7 separate regions of the Mus musculus genome follow, and all the other regions are linked to region 7. A link is a contact called in public HiChIP or PLAC-seq and promoter capture Hi-C data. All regions are on one chromosome and are shown on one strand. Each heading gives the region's core, a stretch centred on a gene start, on an enhancer-like site or on the middle of the called end of the contact. The rest is flanking DNA. Distances are from core to core; before and after follow the strand shown.

Region 1 (2,775 bases), core at 235-2,734, 2.2 Mb before region 7:
GCGCCCAATTGTGGCACCCCATCAACTCCCTCCCATCTCCCTCACAGCTCCCAGCTAACCCGCAGGTCAGGAACCCTGGGGGGTGGTAGTGTGTATGCCTCTGGGAGTCCTGGCCCGGAAAAAGCAAGCCGGAAAGGGATGCCTGCGGGGAGGTGGAGGGGAGGCCAGCAGGAGGGGAGGGGTGGTCCTGCTGGACATACGGAAAAATGCCTCTCTAACTGAGCAAAGTCGGCCTAGGAACGTCGGCAACTAGGGTAGGCCAGCGGTTTAAAATTAGACTGATCCACCCCCTCCCTTCCAGGCGTAGGCCACCAGCGGCGGGCCTAAGGGACCATGGGGGCGGTGACGCAAAGGGCTTTCCCACCCGGGCAGCCTCCCATGAGCGCACGGCCGCTTCCAAGGGACTCCTCTCATCCTGGCTGGGACTCCAGTCTTCAACAGCGCTGGAGAGACTGTATTCCAAGGACCCAACCCAGCCGGTAGCCTCGATCCCTTCTATGATTGCTCCCTAAACCCGCCCCTCTTTGGGGCCCCGCCCCCGACTACCTGGAGCAGGTGGAAGTCTGTCCCTTCCCAACTCCACTTCCCCAATCCGCTACAACCACAGCAGCAACCCTGGCAAAGAGGCAGCGAGGGGACTCCAAGCACCTCTTCAGGAGGGCCTAACTTTCAAGGGAAGCCCGAGTGGAACAAATCACAAACTCTCATTTGGCTTCTATACTGTCCCCTCAACTTGAGTCTCCCCCTGTAGGCAGAGGAGCATAGACCTTAGGACCCCGGCCGGAGACTTTTCTGGAGGCGAGCACCCGCCCGTGACGATCTCTCTCCTAGAAGCACTGTCTGTCCACCGCCCACCTCAACCTCCGCAGCGCCCCTCACCTTAAGAGGCGCCCCCAGGAGTCGGTGCAGAGCAGGGATCTGCGCACTCAGGGGCAGAGCCCCGTCCAGGCTGCAGGTGGGGGCCCGGCGTGGTTCCGGGAAGTTGGCACAAGCGAAAGGGTCGGTGTCTTCCAGGTACTGCACTCTCACAGTTACCACGGATACTGGGTCCCCATCCCCGCGCTCTTCCTCGCCCGCCATGGCTCTGCCACCGGCTACCGCTGGACGCCTCTTGTGTCCCCTGCAAATGCTGCAACTTCAACTCGACTAAACTTTGCTGTTAGGGCCGGGCCAGGCTGGGCCGGACGCTCGCGGCTCGAGGGGCGGAGCCAGATGAAGGTAGGACCAAGGAAGGGGGTGGAGCCAAGACTGAGCGGCGAGCGCGCGCTCGGGGTTAACCACCGCCGGAGGCGGCGCTTGGGCCAGCCACTCAGAGAGCTGGTGATCCCGTTAGTTCCATTGCTAGGAGGGCGGGAAAACCCGAGCTCCCGCTCCGCCTCAGAGCAGAGGGCGGGGAGACTTTCTTTAGATTTGGTATGGGCGAGGCTGCAGCGGATCTTTGTAAGGATTTTTAGGGCAGATGGGGGGGGGGGGGTAAATCTCTTCGGATAATCTGGGTAGCTGGGCCACTCTCAAGGGACGAGATGGGACTAATTGCTAGCTTGAAAGACAAATGAAAGCATTTCTCTCATTTGGGGAAAGCAGTAAGAAGAATCTCTTTCAATGTGGAATAAGAAGTGGAAATAGATTTTATATTTGAAAGAAGAGGTGGATTCAGTCCCCTTTAGCTGTGGGGGCAAAAAAAAAGAGGACGGGTGCTCTTTCTCGAAAAAGAATGGGATGAGTCACTGTGAGGAGGCAGGTAGCACATGTTTTTTCGGCTTGGGTGATGAATGAAAAGTGGAGACATTCTTCGGTTTGGGGCGAGATGAGTCAAATGCCCCAAGTTGTTCCTAATTTAAAGGGAATTCCATAAGGTCCTCTCAGATCCATGGAATAGGCAAACAGTTCCCTGTAGTTTGAAGGAAAGGGAAGGCGGCGCCTCTGGGCTCTGGAGAGATGAGGAATAGCCAGCTTTTCAGCCTGGAAAGAGCCGGGTCCGTCCCGGCCTTGAGGTTTCTGGGTACGTTGAGAGCACCGTTGTCCATTAGGCTTTCTGGGTGTGCCCAGTGCGCGTGCGCAGCTGTGGTCCGGTAGGGGGGTCCCAGGTTTTGGAGATCGTGCTGGAAGGCGGCAGCGCACCGCCCCCTGCGGTTTTCTCAGCTTAGCACTGGGACCCGCAGCCTGAGCACCTGGGACGGGTGGCCCGCTGCTGGGCGGTGTTCTGCAGTAGCTGCGCTTGTCTCTGCTTCCCGAGACCCCCGTCCTTCTTGGTGCTCCGGGACGCGGTGGCTGGTCACCTTTCTGAATCCGGAGGAGAGGCGGTTTAGGAGAGCACACTCGAAAGAGTGGGTTTCAGGACTCGAGGGGTTAGGAGGGTTATGCTGGGGAATTTCCGGAGATGAGATTAACCTAGAAGAGATGGAGGAGGGGATCCTAACTGCTAGGATCCTGGGCAGGGTCTCGGGGTCCGGACCTGGCCTGGGGGTATCGGAGCTCGGATTGGGGGGAGTGAGCCCCACGTGCCTGTGACGCGGGGGCGCCGGGTAGGCGGCGGCAGCGGCGGCGGCGGCGGCGGCAGCGACGCGGGGCCGGCGGCCGTGCAGTGCCCGGAGGACAGCAAGATGCTGAGCGCCGCACTGCTTCTTCTGCCCGGGTTGCCCCTGGCGGGGGCGGGGGCCACAGAAGAACCCACCCAGGAGTCCGGGCCGTTGGGTGAGCCTCCTCCAGGCTTGGCGCTCTTCCGCTGGCAGTGGCACGAGGTGGAGGCGCCCTACCTGGTGGCCCTGTGGATCC
Region 2 (2,700 bases), core at 35-2,534, 2.2 Mb after region 7:
GTTGGACATAGAGTTAGGAGTTGAGCAAATTGAAGAAAGACTTAGGACCTTAGGAAGCCAAGCCATTGAATGCTTTTTGCTAGCATACTAACTAGATGGCTTCAATTCCCTCCCTTCTGTGTACGAACGAGTGTGTGAGCGAGCATCTTCACTTGTGTAGGCATATCTTACTGTTCTTCCCCTTAGCCTTTTGGGACATGGTCTCTCACTGAACCTGGAATTCAATCACTATCTTTTCGCATAGTCTGGTGGCCAGGAAAACCCAGTTTTTCCTGTCTTTGCTTCTTTTCCCTCCCCAATCCTCAATGCTGGCAGTACAGTCATGAGTGTGCTATGTCTGGGGCTTGTGCTGGGATCTGAAGTCTGGTACTCATGTTTGCACAGCAAGTGTCTGTTGTGTCTGGTTGGTGTTTTGGTGTTTCTTTGCTGCAATGAAAACACTATGACCAACAAGCAAGCTGGGGAGGAAAGTGTTTATTTGGCTTACATTTCAGGTTGACATAGGCTAGCCAGTGCATCTGGTAAACTATCTCCCCAGCACTTTTTGTTGTTGTTCTTTTGGTATTGTTGATTGAAGCCAGGGTCTTGTGGATAGATGGCACAATCTGTATCATCAAGCTATAGCCATATCCCTTTGTGGTCTTTTAGTACTTTGAAAAATAAAGCTTGGTGTGGTAGTGCATACCTACTATTCCAGCTTTTGTGTGTGTGTGTGTGTGTGTGTGTGTGTGTGTGTGTGTGTGTGTGTAGGGATAGAGAGGCAGACAGATTAGGAGTTGAAGGTCAGCAGTTATATAGCCTGTTGAAGTCAGACATGGCCAACCAGATACAACCAGATAGTTTATACTTTCCAGATAATGTGATAACAGTGCTTACTGAATGGATTAGATATATTTAAATTTAGAATTTTTTATTTCAGGACTGGAGATTAGTTTCAGGGCCTTTCTCATTATTTAGTTTAAGTATGAAATATTTCAGACATAAACATGGTGAGCAATAATAAATATTCATTTACCCAATATCCATCTCAGAAAGGAAATGTTACCAAAGATCCTGTATCTCATGCTGTCCCTGCAGTTGTGTCCTTCTCTCACAGATGTGCCAGGGGCTGGGGCTGATCTTTATCTTTCCCATGGATATGGTCACACCCTTCTTCTCTGTCCATTTTAAAAGAAAATGATCTTTAAAAAAATGCTCAAAAAACAGGGTTTCTCCAATATAGCATAGCTCAGGCTGGCTTTAACCTTTTTTGACCTTTTGTTCCAGGCTTGTGAGTGCTGGGATTACAGGGGTGAGCCATCGTGGCAGGCTAGAATAGTATGTTCTTTTGTGTTTATTTTATGTGTTATATTGAAGTCTTGCAATAACCCTTTGAGATAGGTACTTTCTCCACATTTTGCAGATGAGGAAACTGAAGATGTCAGAGTTTAAGTCATTTACTCAAGGACACACAGCTAGCTATTAAGTGGTGGAGCTAGGATTCAACCCAGGTAATTGATCCCAAGCTTATCACTTAAAGCTCTCAGTGTACAATTCCTTGTCTCAAGCTTGAAATTAAAGTTAACAACAGAAAACCAAGAACATTGAAAATGTGCAGGGTTTCATAATCTTTCCAGTGTTTACAAAATCTGACCCAAGTAGGCATGAATTTGTCGGTAACATTTTTTTTTTCACTTGGTATGACTGACTGTTTTTGCTTCAAAAATACCATCGGTAATTGAGGTAGTGTGCTAGACAGACATAGTGGGCAAATCAGCACAGTCCGTGTCTTCCGTTATCTTTACAAAATGGAAAAACTCTGAAGTCTGTAAAAAGCCTTCATTTCAAAAGAAAAAAAGGCCTGAATATAATAAATTATTTTGGCCATGACAAAATTTGAATTATTTGTATATGAACCTTTTCTTCTTTTGCCATTTGCTTGTTTCTTTTTACTATATGGCCAGAATTTAAATTCTGTCCTTCTCACTAGACTTTTGAGTTTTTCTAGTATTTTTTGAGACAGAGTCTGATAGCCCTGTTGGCCCCACTCTCCAGTCCTCTGGCCTGCAAGTACTGGGATTCGAGCTTCACTTTTGAGTTCTTAAGGATAAATATGTTGACCATTCTGGGCCCAAGTACCTGTTGGAATATCTGCCATTAAAAAAAGTGAACAAACATTTGTTGAGTGATTGTATTTTTTTAGTAAAAATTATTTAATACTTTCTCATGTGGTAGGGGGATTCACTGATTTGAACAAGGAGAATGTTATGTTATGAAACTGATTTTTATTTCATGTTTTTATTATCCCCCTTTTACTTTGAACTAGATCTGAACAATGCTGTGTTGATGCTATTTTTTTTTTTTTTGTATTCTGTTTTCTTGAAATAAATGACACTTTATGACATAGTCCCGTGGGCACTAAACTATTATTATTTTTAATTTCTTTTTTTTACTGTGTTCTTTTTTTTTAAGATTTATTTATTATTCTATGTTAAGTACATTGTAGCTGTCTTCAGACACACCAGAGGAGGGTGTCATATCTCATTATGGATGGTTGTGAACCACCATGTGGTTGCTGGGATTTGAACTCAGGACCTTCAGAAGAGCAGTCATTGTTCTTAACAGCTGAGCCATTTCTCCAGCCTTTAATTTCTTCATTAAGTACCAGATCCCATAGTTTTCTGAGTTTAAGATGCCTGGCTTTAATTGGCTGCAGTTCAG
Region 3 (2,700 bases), core at 81-2,580, 2.3 Mb after region 7:
TGTGGTGGCTAGAAGAGGAGATGAGGAAATGCTCAGGAGGTGGCAATACCTTGGGGATGGTCTGAGCCTTAGCTCACTGCTGTTCCATTTCACTGATCCATACACTTAGGATTGGTTCTCTAGCTGCGTTATACTTCAATTAAAAATGACGTTATTTTTACCAAAAATGTAGATATTGTCCTGGAGAGATGGCTCAGTGGTTAAGAGTTCTCAGAGCTCCTAAAGAGGACCTGAGTTAGGTCTCTAGCACCCGTGTGAGGCTCTCAGAGTTACCTGCTAACTCCACCTCCGGGGAGATCCAATTTCTCTGCTCTCTGGGGACTCCTGCACGGTATGTTCATGCCACACACATACATGTAATTAAAAAGAAATGCTTTTTAAAAATCTAAGTATTAATTTTTCAAGTTATAAACTAAGTGGTACTGTTAACATTAGTGGTTGTAGTGTTAACATTAGTGATGTAGTGTAAATGCGAAAGACCCCAAAGTTAGTAGTTGTGTATGTTTGCAAAAACAGACTAGGGTTGAATGTCAGTCAGAGTGAGCTGCCAGTAGTTTTTATCTTTAGTCATCTCTACAAAACCGCTGTTGCTTGTTTACAAGCTATTCCTTTAAAACCTGTGTATACGTGTGTGGGAACATGCAGTTGCCCATGGAGGCCGGCAGCATCCCAGCCCCAGGAAACGGGAATTAACAGGCTGTCATGAACTACCCGCTGTAGTGCTGGAACCTGGACGTGGGTCCTCTGGAAGAGCCACTGAGCCAGCTCTCTAACCCTCTCTAGTTCCTGCTCTTTGTCGGAGACCATTGCTAGCATGTTGTCTGTTTTCTCACAGGGCTGACGGCAGTGAATGTGTACCCAGTGCCCAGCCTGCTCACTTCTTTGGAGCTCTCCCAGTGAGTCTGTCCACGAGGGTGGAGCTTGTTTTGATTGGGGGGGGGTGCTGTCTCAGGGGAGGGGGAGAGATACTATTTCGTGGCTAAAGGAAGGAGGGTAAGAGGAATTAGATCTCTGCTGTCTGAATAAACAAAGTGTTGCTTAATTCCACTGTCTTCACCTTTCTGTCTCCATTTGTCAGGAGAGCTGTTGCCTTGCTTGCCATTTCCTTATCTCGTCAGCAGCTCACTTTTGGCCATCTCTAGTTCACTTTTCCCTGATGATACTACTCCTTCTTTTAAAAGGCAGCTTTCAAACTGGCCATGTTCTTTGTAATGCCATGTCAGTCGTTGCTTCTGTGTCTTTGGTTCTGTTGTGTTCTCCTGCAGGCAGTCACCCCCCAGTTCTGACTTGGCACACTGCCCTGTTGCAGATGCAGTCTCATTGAGTCCAGTGATTTGAGTCACTGAGTGTTGGCATCCGCCAGTTTTCTAGACTGAGCCTCTCCTCTCAGGTCAGGCTTATGTATCCAGTTCTTCGCCAGTTGGTTTTGCTACCCACACCCCAGGAGTCTCAAACCTCTGTAACATTAGCTCAACTTCCACTGCTCCGGACTTGTTTTCTGTGTCTGTTCATAATTCAGCCCCGTCAGGCCCCTGGTCCTCCAGGACCTGAAAGTAGCTTCCTTCCATCTTTCATTCTGTCCTCCTTCTTTACCTAATCCTTCTCTGAGTCATCGCCGTTGCTGCCCCTGGGCAGTGCTGGAATTCCTGCCTCTCCTTCAGCTGAATGACTACTCACTCAGGCCTGTATCACTCCTGCCTCTCATTCTTCTTTCCTCTTCCCTTTCTTCCTTCTTTTTCTTTCTTCTCTTTCTTCTTGGCAGAATCATCTTTATTGGGCTCCACCAACCAGTCATGTATTTAAAGCACACAGCTGACATCATCTGTATACTGTTTATAAACCCTTGAGGTAGGCCCTACACATATAGGATCGAGTAAGAACTTTGCAGACATGGTTTAGACCTAGTTCCAGCCTAACTTTCCCTGTTTCCAGGGAAACACTTCATGCTTGGCCTCCCATTACACAGCACACTCTTCCTTGCCATATCTCTGTGCTGTGACTCAAGTTGGCATCATTGCTGCTTAAGTATTTTCATGTAAGGTCACAGAATCTAACCCAGTTCATGTCATTTTTTTTGTTTTTAAGATTTTATTTATTTTATGTTATGTGAGTACACTGTTGCTGTCTTCAGGAACACCAGAAGAGGGCGTCAGACCTCATTACAGATGGTTGTAAGCCACCATGTGGTTGCTGGGAATTGAACTCAGGACCTCCGGAAGAATAGTCAGTGCTCTTACCCACTGAGCCATCTCTCCAGCCCAGATGTCATGTTTTTGAGCAGCTAGTGGCCTTGGCTATTTCAGGCCAAGTTTTCTTTTCACAAACTTGTCACAGCAAAGTCTGCTTCTCCTATAGCTCTCACTTCAGCCTGCCACATAACTGATATACACCTTGAGATCTGGAAGGGGTGGGTGACCTCTGACAGTAGAAGTCTGTATGATGCGGGCGGAGCTGTATGAACTATTTCGAGTTTGTTTTTCCAGTGACTTGAAACTTTGCCCTGCTGCTGGTTGCCTTTTGTGTCTACTTTCTCACTGTTACTCCTTCTGTTTTTCTGAGAATTTGCTTCTTTTCTCTCTGTCATTACCTATAGAATTCCTGGTTATCTTTGATGCCACTTCTCCCAAATCTCTCCTCATCATGTCTCACTGCATCCTGTTGCTTCTGTTTGAAGTCTTCTCTGAACGTGTGATGTCACAC
Region 4 (2,700 bases), core at 182-2,681, 2.3 Mb after region 7:
TGGCTACTATGAATCTTTAATATGAGTTAGGCTCTTTGTTCTGTCCAATCCACCTTGATAATGGCCAGGCAGATGTTAATCTAGTTCATTCACTCCTTAAGAACCAACGCAAGGGTCTAGAGAGATGGCTTAGTGGTTCAGAGCACTGGCTGCTCTTCCAGAGAACCCAGGGTCAACTCCCAGAGTTCACCTGTCAATTTACAACCATCTATAACTCCAGGTCCAGAGGATCCGACACTGTCTTCTGGCCTCTATCATCAGTCATACACGTGTTGTGTTGCATAGACTTAATACCCATAACAACACGGAAGACCCACCTGAAGCTGGGCATAGTGGTGCACATCTGCACTGGGGAGGTGGAGACAGGAGACTCTAAAAGTTCAGGGCCAGCTTTGGCTATATAGTGAGTTCGGGTCTGCCTGGGCTATGTGTAATTTTCTGTCTCAAAAAAAAAAAAAATCCGAAAGAATTAGATCAAGTAATTTGTACATGTATAGAATGTATAGATCTAATAATGAGTATAATTAACGGGGTGTGGTGACCCACGCCTTTAATCCCAGCACTTGGGAGGCAGAGGCAGGCGGATTTCTGAATTCGAGGCCAGCCTGGTCTACAAAGTGAGTTCCCGGACAGCCAAGGCTACATAGAGAAACCCTGTCTCGAAAAACCAAAAGAAAAAAAAAAAAAAAAGAGTACAATTGAGATTTGGAATTGGAATTAGGCAGACTTATAATTTGGCCCACTAACCACAAAACTATCTTTCACTCCAGGAACAAAAAGAGTCAGCTTTTAAAATAGGTGAATTAAGACTTGCAAAATAGAAAGCGGGCTTACACACCATGTTACTGGTTGAGTGGTTGAGGACGAGAAAGGAAATCTGATACTTTGATTACAGGAAAAGGACACTGAACTGTGCCTGGAAAGCTTAGTGTACTTGAGGTGGTTTGATGAAGAAGGTCGCCAGCTATCCCTAAGAGGTGAGTATAAGCAACAGTTCTTTCACCCCCAGTGGGTGCCAGGGGACAAGACACATTTGGGAGCAGGAAGCGTCTTGGATGGAGAATTCCAGCGCCGCCCATGGTGGAGGGTTGTATCTTGTCTATTTTAACAGGTGCAGGCCTTACCTGTCACTTCCTCTGGCCGCTTCTTGGAGGATCCAGAAAGTACCAAATTGCTCTCCCTGCGCCCTGGTCCTAGGAGCTCAGGGTGGAGCGCAGCAGAGGCTTACTCCGCCTGCAGTGGCGCCAGCCTCCCACAATTCTACTCCGGCCTCGCCAGGCTGACGACTACGCAGGTCCAGCGGGTCGGGGAGGGACCGAAGGGGGCGGAGCGTCTTGGTTAGGGGCGGGGTCTAGGCGGAGGGGCGAGGCCTCCCGCTGCTCGCGCGCGCCTCCGAGGCTCGCGCTGTCGCGCCGGGCCGGGCGTCTCTGTAAATCCTTGGCCGCCAATGGGGGAGGTGGAGCCCGTGCCCGCGGGCCCGCTGGAGCCCCCGGAGCCACCTGAAGCGGCGGCGCCTCGCCGGCCCGGAGGGATTCGGGTCCTAAAGGTGAGACGGCAGGGAGAGGGAGGAAGCAAGAGGGCTGTGGCCGCCTTCGCTAAGCTGCCCGAGGCGGCGGGCGCCCCCCGCCCTGCGTCCCTGGGCCGCTTGCACTTGGCCGGGCCGCCGCGGGCCTGCTGTGGGGCCTCCGGGCCGCGCCCCCGCCCTGGCCTCCGCCGCCCTGGTCCCCGGCGCTGTCCATCCCTGACCGCCGCCCGGCAGGCCCACGCCTTCGGGCAGCCGCTGCCCCCACCTTCCTTCCTCCCCGCATCCCCGGGACCTCAGTCTCCTCGCTGGGCCTAGCCCGGGGCCCCGGGACGGATTCCGGGGGGCTCCGAGGGCCGGCCGCGCCTGGCGGGAGTCAGGCGGCGAGTACGCAGGACTCGGCGGACACCTGAAGACATCACCCCAGCTGGAGGATGGCGGCGGCGATTGGCCAGGCGCCGCGGTGTGCGCGGGCTGCGCCGGCGGGAGCGGCCACGCTGCCCTCGGGACTGGCTGCGGGAGTTCCGAACCGGCTCTCGGCTCCAAGACGCAACACCCCGCGCTTCCCGCTCGGGGGACAGTCCCGGAGGATCTGCTGCCTGTGGACCTGCTGGGCGTGTTGCAGGGTTTGGGGGGCGGGGGTGGGAGAGCAGAGCCCGAAGGGGCACTCCTGCTTGGCTGACAATCCGGGGAGAAGGCAGTGGGGGAGCCGTTATGCAACAGGCAGCTAAGCGGGGCTTTTTGGTAGAATCAGGGGAGTAGGAGGATAGGAAAACAGATGCAGGGGAAAGGGGAGTGGAGCCTTGAAGGTGAGTGATGACAAGAAGTTTCTATGCAGGAAGAATGCAGAAGGTGAGCTGAGGTGAGGTCAGCAGAGATGGCTAAAAGGTGGCTAACTGGGTGGAGTTCTCTACTAACCTCTGAAATAGTGCAGAGACATTTTTTTCTGTAGGTTCAGTATATAAACGAACTGGAATAGTGGAATGGAATTCCTCTAGAGTTCTAGAAGAGCAATTGGCAGGATTTAAAACTTGCCAAAGAAGGGGAAGAAAATTAAGATTTAATGTGTTTCGAAACCAGTCTGCCAAACATCGAAGATACTTAATGTTAAAAGCAAACCTTAAGTAATTAAATGAGATTGTTGTTGAGTAATATTTCCTTTTATTAAGATTATTAGT
Region 5 (2,700 bases), core at 62-2,561, 2.2 Mb after region 7:
TGAATTTGGCATGTTTCATGCATAGGCCTGGCTCAAAGTAATCTGCACTGTGCTAGCATTATGATGTTCTTCTAGTCTTAGGGTGTACCTAGGGCTGCCCTGTACAGATGCCCCGAAGAAAGGTAGGAGGATTTGAATTCCGTAAGCATTCTGCTCTATAAACCGGTAGGTATGGGTTGGAATATGTATATGGGGTGTGGTGAATTTTCTGTGTAAGATGACATCTTAAGGCAGACTCCATTGTGAGAGACAGTTGTAGTTTTTCTCAAGTCTTAAATCTCATTATTTGTAAACTTTGGTTACTTACTTTGACTCACGAGATTGCTTAGCGGGCTAGGTTGTACATACGATGGTACCTTATGATCAATATGACACCAATATTTAATAAATTTGATCGTGCCCTTGGTATCCTTTCTTTCCAGCCACTTGGCATGCTCCAGAAATTCAAGGTCAAAATTGTATGGCTAGACTTACTCAGCTCAACGTCTGTATTTTGAAATCCTTGCATGAAAAACGAATGTCTAAAAGATGCAACTTCCTGTTTATGACACTCAAATTTGAAACTCAGGATTTTTGCTTAGTTCCTGGTCTTTGGTATTCAGTGTAGTCTTGTGTTTTATTCACATCTGGGATACCTTTGTTGTCAATCTATCGGAAAGATTTTATTCTAGGTAGGTCACCTTTCCTTTAAATGGGCCAAGATATCAAGGATCTCTAGGTTCACATGGAAAAGACTTGGGTCACAAGTTAGTAATTATTTATCACGCCAGGAACTGTCTAGTTAGACTTTCTTTGCTTCAGGTCATTAGTTCATTCAATCATAGATGGAAAAGCTATTCTGGAAGAGTTTTAGCTGACATTTGTCCAGATTCTTTTTTCCCCTCACAGGAGGGGACTGGATCGTAGGTGAGATTGCCGCACAAGGCGGTGGTGCTGTGCTTGGAATCCATTCTTAGGTTTCATCTTTTTACCTGTTTTCGCAAAAAAAAAAAAAAAAAAAAAAAAAAAAAATTGAAGATACCATAAAACCCTAGAATCCAAAGCCACTTGGAGCATGTTTCTAATGTTGACCAGAAACCTCTGGCCAACGAGGACCACTTAGGAATCCTTTCGGACAAAACTGGTCACACCATGTCTATGCGCTTTCCCCTGCATCTCCTCTCCGCCTTCCCCAGCTCCCTCGCTGAGCTCCGCCCACCTCAGGTGACCCCCACCGTTTCCTGGCTGCACAGTTTTCCCCTCCCCCCAGAACGGAACCAAAGTGCGACGGCTCCAGGGCCGGGCCGGAGCGTGCTAGCTCAGACTCCTCGCAGCGGTGACTCGGCAGCGGCGTCGAGCGTCATCAGTGACAGCCCCGACCCTTGCTACGCTTTGAGTCGCTCTGCCCGGCGCAGTCGCCTCCTCCTCGGCAAATAGTCCTCGGCGGGGGCCGAGTCCTCGGGTCATCCGGGGTGGGAGACGGCACGGGCTGCAGTCGGAGGGACGCGGGGCGGCCGGCGAGAGGGAGCCGGGGAGCGGCGTCTCCCGGGGAAGCGCGAGGCGTGAGGTAGAGGCGCCCTCCTCGCCCGGGATCCCTCCGCCTGCAGTCGCGGTGCTGAGGCCGAGGGAGCCGCCATTTTGGATGTTCGGTTCCTGCTGCCACTGCCGCCGCCGCCCCCGAAGCTGCTGGTTTCCTTCGAGGTTTCGGGCCGGTGAGTGTCACTCGCGGCACCGAGGGCGGGTCGGCTCTTGGGCTCTGCCGCAGCCGCGAGCGTCTGGCCGGAAACCTCCTGTCAGTCCCAGGGGTCCGGGCTCAGCCTGTGGGGGGTGGGGGGTGAGGAGGACCCAGGTTTGGGTCAGGAGGGACCCGGGAGCCCCGGGCTTGCTTGGACTTCCTGAGGGCCGACCTCGGGAGCTTCAGAGCCGGAGCTGTCGTGCGCGGTCGCTTTCCTCTTCCCTTGGCGTGGTCTGGCCGCCGCAGGCCTCCTTGAACCCATTGACTTTCTCAGGCTGCGAGGCTCCTTTGAAAGCTCGCTCCGTTCGGGGAGCTTAGGATTTAGCGGGGCCGGGCCCCACCCCCGCGTGTCCTCTCGGAGCCACGTATCAGCGTTCTTGTGTTGGGGACTCGGGTCAGATCTGAGAACTCTGAGCATTTCCCACGCAGGGGCAATTCTGCCTGGTCCCTGCAGTGCCGTCCACTGAAAGCCGGACATCGGCCTCGCCTCCCTCTAACCTTCCAACTAACTTCTGGTCCAAACACTTTCGCTTTTTTTTTTTTCTTCTTCCTTCTTCTTCTTTCTCTTTTTCTTTTAAAGAACTCACCTGAGACCGCACTATTCACTCTCCTCTCCAACTCTCGGTTCTGCGGACGTCGGTTTCTAGTAATTCTCAGGCTCTTCCTCATTGCCTGGAACTGTCGGTTCTGCTTCCCAGTTAGGGCTTGGTGTCGGAGAGCCGTCGAACCACCCTAGGGTGTATTTCCGCAGCAAATGGGTTTAAAGCAGGCCAAGTGGCTTTGGGTGCGAAGGAGCTGTGAAAATAACTTTCTGCATTTCTTTCTGTTCTGAAAGCTGAGCTTTGGGGCACTTACTGATACTTTTTATTTATTTTTTTCTTTTAGCGTTATATTTGCTTGAGCATGGAAAGCTGCCCTTGGAGAATAATAATCTGACGTAGGTAGAAAGGAAGATAACTTTTTTGGTTCCTATAGGGATTAGTTAA
Region 6 (2,700 bases), core at 39-2,538, 2.3 Mb before region 7:
TATTCTCTGGGATGTCCCTGGTGTCTCTCTCCATGTAATCCCTTTCCTAGTGCCCCAGCTGCTGATCAGAATGGGATTTGTGGATTCTTAGAAGCTAAAGTCCAGGGCTCTCCACCTCCGCTTTCCCCGCCCCCACTCACCTGCTTGTAGCCTTGGCAACAACCGAGTCAGGATCTGAAGTTGTTTGTGCTGGACAACACATTCCCTCAGGGGTTCCAGGGTTTGTGAGGTCCGAGACAAACCCTTTAGTAAGTGATGGGCCTGGCTCAAAGCTTCACGAGTTCCCTGCACAGCCTCGAGGGCTCGGGTCAGCTGCCACACACCAGTCTGCACACCTTCCAGGTAGGACTGCACCACTGACTGTGGAGAGAGGTAGCCGCTCCTAAGGCCTGGCCAGCCCTCCAGCCCAGTCTAACACTCCTGCTCCTCACCCACCTTAATTCTTGCTTCCAGGGAATAGTTACGCTGTATTTCACGGCTTCGGTACTGGCCCAGCCTGGTCAGCTGCTCTGGCCGGTAGAAGATGCCTGAAGCCCACTTGAGTGCTGCACCCCGAGCCAGCTGTTCGGCCCTCTCCTGCTCTGGCCACTCAGGCCTTGGGCAGGAAGATCCTGGGGTTGGTTGTGTCAGTCAGGGAGGGCCTGTGGCTAACGCACCTGCTGCTCTTCTGTTTCCTCGGGACAGCCCCACTCTTGGCAATCCTATAGAGCTCTAGCTAGACCTGACGGGAAAACCCAACCCCACTAATTCCCATTTGTCTTGACATCATCCTTCCCCAAGCCCAGCCAACGAGGCTCATACCAGGACGAAGTGTGGGCTGTATCTTGCTGTCCATAGTTTGCCTAGAGCTGCTGCCGATGTGGTAGGAGTGGGAGCGAGTGCCTGGAGGAGATCAGGCAGAGCGGATGTTCCTTGGGCTCCGCTGAGAAAGAGGAGCAGGGTCCTTGCCTACCCCCTTCAGGAAGTAAGAAGGGGATACCTGGGAGGCCTCAGTCCTCTGGCTTGGACTATGCAAATAGGCAAAACTGTAAGTCCCCTTTCCTGCTCTGTAACGCCCAGGATAGTTTGGTACAGAACTTACCAGATCTGACCGGTGTCCAGTTCTCCCTCCTCTGCAAGTGGCCTTGGCCTTGAGAGTAGCCTTCTCGCTCCTGCAGAGCTGGGCACACCCTCACTGCTCACGGGACCGGAGGGACTCCAGCTCCTTTGGCACCAGCAGCCAAATTCCTCTCCCCAAGGAAGCCTCTCTCCCACTTCACGGCCCAGAAACCCCTACTTCTCCCCCAAGGCCCCTCCTTCAAAGCAGAAAGGAAGGAAGTTGAGTCTCTGGCACTTTATTCCCAACAGGAAAAGCATCTGCATTGAGGTGGGGAGCGCTGGGCGCCATTTCCTGTTGGGTGGGGGCAGCTGTGGACTCCCCCGGTGAGCACCAAGTCTTGATCAGCCCACCTTAGACTTCTAAATACTCCGGAAACACATATGCATATTTAAAGCTGATTTGGCCTCAAGCTGGTTTGAAGGATGACCCCCTATGTGGTAGAGCCTCAGCAAACCGCAGTCGAGTCTGAGAACCACAGATGGTATATGCCTTGGTAGGGGAAAGATCACATGTGGTGAGGCAAAAGAATAGTGAGAGATGGCAGTTAGGGATCCAAAAAGCTACATTGTTCCTGTAAGTGATGGGGAGCTAGGGAGGACACTAGATATAATGGAGCACCACCCAAATCCACCCATCATAATAGACCCTCACTTCCTACTGTCAGAAGGGTTGACAGCTAAGACCTCAGGAAGACTACCCCAACTTCAGGCTCCATTATAACTAGAGCTTCCGAAGTCTGCTTTCTCACAAGTGTGAATCATCAATCAATTTGGGGAAGGCAATTTGTGTCCTAGAGGGACTGACCGTCATAAAGACATAACCATAAGTGATAACACTGTTAAAAATAAATAAGACTTGCAAGCTGGTAAGATGGCTCAGAGGCTCAGAGCACTTGCTCCTCTTGCAGAGGACAGGGCTTCAGTTCCCAGCACCTACACGGCAGCTAATAATAACTGCCTGTTAACTCTAGCTCCCAGAGATCTGACACCCTCTTCTAAACCTCCTTGAGCACCTGCACACATGTGGACAAACATAAACACATACACACACAATAATAATAATGATGATGATGATAATAATAATATAAACCTTTAAAAACTGCAAAAATAAATGAGACTTGCAAACACACAGTTCTTCCCATGTGTCAGAAAATGCCTTAAAGGCTTTGCTTATATTCACACGCAGGCAAACACCTTTGCATGGACTAAGTAGTGGTTGGAAATAAGACTCCTGGCCACTGTGAACTGTATGTAGCATGGAGGCCAGCGAAAAATGATGCTGGAACGAAATAAGAGATAGAAGTATGCAAGCTATTTATTGTTAGTGCTTGCTGTTTTGGCAGGAAGTAACAGGAACAGCAGGAATTATCTCTGAACATCAGGGAAGCCTTTAGAATAAGTTTTAAGCAAATAGGCTAAGCTTGTGGCTTATGGCTTCCCTTCCCTGGATGGAATGTTCAGGCAGTTAGTAGTCTAGAAGCAGCTTAGCAAGGAAGAGTCGGGTGGTTCTCGCTTCTCAACTGCCGGTACTGCTCACTAACTTCTTCCATTTCCTACCATACAATTTTTTCAGGTTTCCTAGCTGCCCTAAGGAGTTGTTTT
Region 7 (2,700 bases), core at 117-2,616:
TTGGCTGTCCTGGAACTCACTTTGTAGACCAGGCTGGCCTCGAACTCAGAAATCCGCCTGCCTCTGCCTCCGGGGTGCTGGGATTAAAGGCATGCGCCATCACGCCCAGCAAGAATTGTTTTCTTTAGCCACTAACAAACTGCATATTTGGAAACAACTTAATTCTATGCTAAGGAAACACACAAGCCACAGTGAAAGTAACATTACACCTCTCTAACCCACTAAAACTACTTCAAACAACGAGTTTCCACATGCCAAAGGAAACTTCATCCACGAGTCTTTAAAGCCCCTCCATCTGTTCCTTGATACAACTACCAACAGTGTCTGCACCCCCCCCCCCCATTCTTACCAATTGTTAAAATAAAGCTTAAACAGTGTTCACCCCATCAGGGCCCCTAGTATCCCAGGCATTCCGAACAATACAACTGAATTCAGACTCAAAAGGCTCCGTCTTGAGGTTTTTTTTTTTTTTTTTTTTTTTTGGCTCTGGTTGAGTTAGCTGCACAAAGCCTGCTTCAGACCAGGCACTAGCGCCGACTTGACTGCAAGTAGACTCCCTACTGGACCTTCATATTTGTTAACTCCTCACACTAATTATCTTGTAAAACTTCCGAACACGTGCAACAGGTCTGGCCGGATGAACGGCTGGAGCAGGCAAGGGTGGCAGTGAGCTACCCAAGGGAACTGTAGGCTGGCCCCAATCTGCACCTGCCTCGTTTTTAGAGGAACAAGCCGACACCTTATTCATTCCCATTTTAAAGGTACCATTCGACCAGAATCCCAAATCGAAACTTGGCTATGATCCCTGCCTCATCCAGAAAATCGTTCATCGGGGACTCCGAGACCGGGGTTTCAGTGACAGCTTTTACAGGCACGGGCACACGAGACTGAAGCTCGGTCTTAAACGGCGCCCAGCCGTTCTGGGAAAAGGCGCGGCCTCGGCGGGTAGCATCGTTCCGGCTCCGGGGCCTCGCCAGGCGGGCCAGACTCAGGAGTGGCGGCCTCGGTGGGGGTGCGAGGCTGTCAATGGGTACCGAGCACCGCGGTGTGGAGCCGCTGGGGTCGCTTGTCCCAACCCGTGTCCCCGGCCGCCGCGTTTGTGCCCGGCGCGCCCGTGACTCAGCAGCCCTGCGCCGTGTGGCCGCCACGCGCCACCCGCTCACCGGTTGAAATGATCCACCACACTGAGCAGCACCAGGGGGTGAACCACCACCTTCTGCACCGCCAGCTCCGGCATCGCGACACAGCCCGACCACCGGCCCGGCTCCCTGCAACCCGCAAACACCAGCAACCGCAGCGACACAGGCCGCTCCTCCAGGCCCCAGCACCTCCCCTTCCGGTTTGACCGCCGCTGCACAGTCGACTTCCGCTCCCAGAGCGCTTTGCGCTCGTGCCCGCCCTGTCGCCAGGGGCGCCATCTTGAGAAAGGGAAAGAACCGCCTTGCCTTCTGTGGGACTTAGGCTATTGACGAAGCTTGGCATTGAGCCTTTCCCTAGGTTTTTGTTTTTGTTTTTGTTTTCGTTTTTGTTTTTCCTCAGTTGTTTGCCAGCTCACCATTTCTCCTCCTTGGAAGGTTGTAGAAAAAGGCAGATAAACATAAGTAGTAACAGCGTGTACTTCTACTAATCAAATAATTAACGACATATATTTAACTTTCTTTTTTTTTTTTCAAAGATTTACTTATCTATTATATGTAAGTACACTGTAGCTGTCTTCAGACACACCAGAAGAGGGAGTCAGATCTCGCTACGGATGGTTGTGAGCCACCATGTGGTTGCTGGGATCCGAACTCTGGACCTTCGGAAGAGCAGTCAGGTGCTCCTACCCACTGAGCCATCTCACCAGCCCTTAACTTTCACTTAACACTTTAAGTCAGCACTGTTTCAAAATTTCCCAGAGGAGTTTCATTTGTTTGTTTGTTTGTTTTTGGGTTTTGGTTTTTGTTTTGTTTTGCTTCTTTTTTTTTTTTTTTTTTTTTTTTTGAGACGGTGTTTCTTTATGTAACAGCCCTGGCTGTCCTGGAACTCACGTTGTAGACCTGACTGGCCTCTACCTGCCTCTGTTCCCTGAGTGCTGGAGTTAAAGTCATATGCCATCACACCTGGTTTTTATTTATTTATTTTTAATGTTTTATTTCATTGCTTTTGAAGTTGGGCCTTCTATGACATTGACTAGCATGGAAATTGTTGTATAGTCCAGGGTGGTCCCCTGTCTCTACCTCCTCCTAAGTACAAGGGTGACAGCATATGCGACCACACGTGGTTTAGAGATGCTCTCGGTCTCTAACACCAAGGGCACACTTTGGGTGTATGACTGGATACTTTATCTATAGTTTTTATTTCTGGGAATTTTCCTTAATGCTCACTGTGACATAATGAGTGCAACAACATTCAGGTTTTGTTAATCCCAAAGATTTGGGGAGAAAGGCCACCAACCCAAAACACCATGGCTAAATTAATTAAAATTAATTAATTAAAGCAAGCATTTTTATTTATTCAATTTAATTTAGTTTTTATAGGGGTCCCCAATTTCAATTCAATGCTTGGGTGTAAGTATCTGTCTGTCTAAGTCAACTGCTGGTAGGGCCTCTTAGAGGACAGCCATGCCAGTCTCCCGTCTGTAAGCATATCATAGCTTTAAAACAAGCATTTTTTTATTTGTGTACATGGGCTGTCTCTTCCTAAAAACGGGTGTGTGTG

The links. Promoter capture Hi-C pulls out the DNA fragments that hold promoters and counts their contacts. HiChIP or PLAC-seq counts read pairs in DNA pulled down with a chosen protein or histone mark.
Region 1: a contact with region 7 is called in a promoter capture Hi-C map of pre-B cells, with 3 times the contacts expected there. The contact joins the promoter of Slc9a5 here to the promoter of Psmd7 in region 7.
Region 2: a promoter capture Hi-C map of liver shows a contact between it and region 7, with 4 times the contacts expected there. The contact joins the enhancer-like site here to the promoter of Psmd7 in region 7. A contact is called at or near these places in 7 of 39 promoter capture datasets (the C10 cell line, the HPC-7 cell line, hippocampal neurons and 3 more), 1 of 484 Hi-C or Micro-C datasets (CD8 T cells) and 4 of 115 datasets of contacts at active chromatin or transcription factors (embryonic stem cells, extraembryonic endoderm stem cells, large pre-B cells and 1 more).
Region 3: a contact with region 7 is called in a promoter capture Hi-C map of pre-B cells, with 5 times the contacts expected there. The contact joins the enhancer-like site here to the promoter of Psmd7 in region 7. A contact is called at or near these places in 5 of 39 promoter capture datasets (the 3T3-L1 cell line, 3T3-L1-derived adipocytes, hippocampal neurons and 2 more).
Region 4: an H3K4me3 HiChIP or PLAC-seq map of pro-B cells shows a contact between it and region 7, with 12 times the contacts expected there. The contact joins the promoter of Phlpp2 here to the promoter of Psmd7 in region 7. A contact is called at or near these places in 6 of 39 promoter capture datasets (the 3T3-L1 cell line, the C10 cell line, hippocampal neurons and 2 more), 2 of 115 datasets of contacts at active chromatin or transcription factors (large pre-B cells and pro-B cells) and 2 of 9 other capture datasets (adipose tissue and liver).
Region 5: a contact with region 7 is called in a promoter capture Hi-C map of pre-B cells, with 12 times the contacts expected there. The contact joins the promoter of Ap1g1 here to the promoter of Psmd7 in region 7. A contact is called at or near these places in 9 of 39 promoter capture datasets (the 3T3-L1 cell line, 3T3-L1-derived adipocytes, the C10 cell line and 5 more), 2 of 484 Hi-C or Micro-C datasets (CD4 T cells and CD8 T cells), 5 of 115 datasets of contacts at active chromatin or transcription factors (astrocytes, embryonic hindbrain, extraembryonic endoderm stem cells and 2 more) and 1 of 9 other capture datasets (liver).
Region 6: a contact with region 7 is called in a promoter capture Hi-C map of neutrophils, with 4 times the contacts expected there. The contact joins the promoter of Exoc3l here to the promoter of Psmd7 in region 7. A contact is called at or near these places in 3 of 39 promoter capture datasets (the C10 cell line, neutrophils and pre-B cells) and 1 of 9 other capture datasets (adipose tissue).

The regions. Positions count from the first base shown.
Region 1 is chr8:105,346,774-105,349,548 of GRCm38.p6, forward strand. It overlaps Slc9a5 (solute carrier family 9 (sodium/hydrogen exchanger), member 5), which reads left to right and starts at 1,485. Exons shown (of 16, transcript NM_001081332.1): 1 at 1,485-2,775. The coding sequence starts at 2,604. Fhod1 (formin homology 2 domain containing 1) reads right to left here and starts at 1,197. Exons shown (of 22, transcript NM_177699.4): 1 at 880-1,197. The coding sequence starts at 1,080. Gm46049 (a long non-coding RNA gene) reads left to right here. Exons shown (of 4, transcript XR_003947441.1): 3 at 1-65; 4 at 302-883.
Region 2 is chr8:109,794,112-109,796,811 of GRCm38.p6, forward strand. The region is part of intron 1 of Ap1g1 (adaptor protein complex AP-1, gamma 1 subunit); the gene reads left to right. Among named protein-coding and RNA genes, the nearest start is that of Ap1g1, 17 kb to the left of the region's middle. Within about 2 kb of position 1,285, at least 9 of the 459 cell types and tissues checked have an H3K27ac peak or open chromatin away from gene starts, as enhancers often do. A contact at or near this core is called in liver, where this site is marked.
Region 3 is chr8:109,919,246-109,921,945 of GRCm38.p6, forward strand. It overlaps Phlpp2 (PH domain and leucine rich repeat protein phosphatase 2), which reads left to right. Exons shown (of 19, transcript NM_001122594.2): 10 at 836-896. Among named protein-coding and RNA genes, the nearest start is that of Marveld3, 42 kb to the right of the region's middle. Within about 2 kb of position 1,331, at least 79 of the 459 cell types and tissues checked have an H3K27ac peak or open chromatin away from gene starts, as enhancers often do.
Region 4 is chr8:109,867,172-109,869,871 of GRCm38.p6, forward strand. Phlpp2 (PH domain and leucine rich repeat protein phosphatase 2) reads left to right here and starts at 1,432. Exons shown (of 19, transcript NM_001122594.2): 1 at 1,432-1,546. The coding sequence starts at 1,448. Gm17344 (a long non-coding RNA gene) reads right to left here and starts at 1,359. Exons shown (of 4, transcript XR_003947453.1): 1 at 1,125-1,359.
Region 5 is chr8:109,777,272-109,779,971 of GRCm38.p6, forward strand. It overlaps Ap1g1 (adaptor protein complex AP-1, gamma 1 subunit), which reads left to right and starts at 1,312. Exons shown (of 24, transcript NM_009677.6): 1 at 1,312-1,691.
Region 6 is chr8:105,294,825-105,297,524 of GRCm38.p6, forward strand. It overlaps Exoc3l (exocyst complex component 3-like), which reads right to left and starts at 1,289. Exons shown (of 14, transcript NM_177788.5): 1 at 1,082-1,289; 2 at 802-882; 3 at 436-611; 4 at 141-360. The coding sequence starts at 835.
Region 7 is chr8:107,587,116-107,589,815 of GRCm38.p6, forward strand. Psmd7 (proteasome (prosome, macropain) 26S subunit, non-ATPase, 7) reads right to left here and starts at 1,367. Exons shown (of 7, transcript NM_010817.2): 1 at 1,164-1,367. The coding sequence starts at 1,237.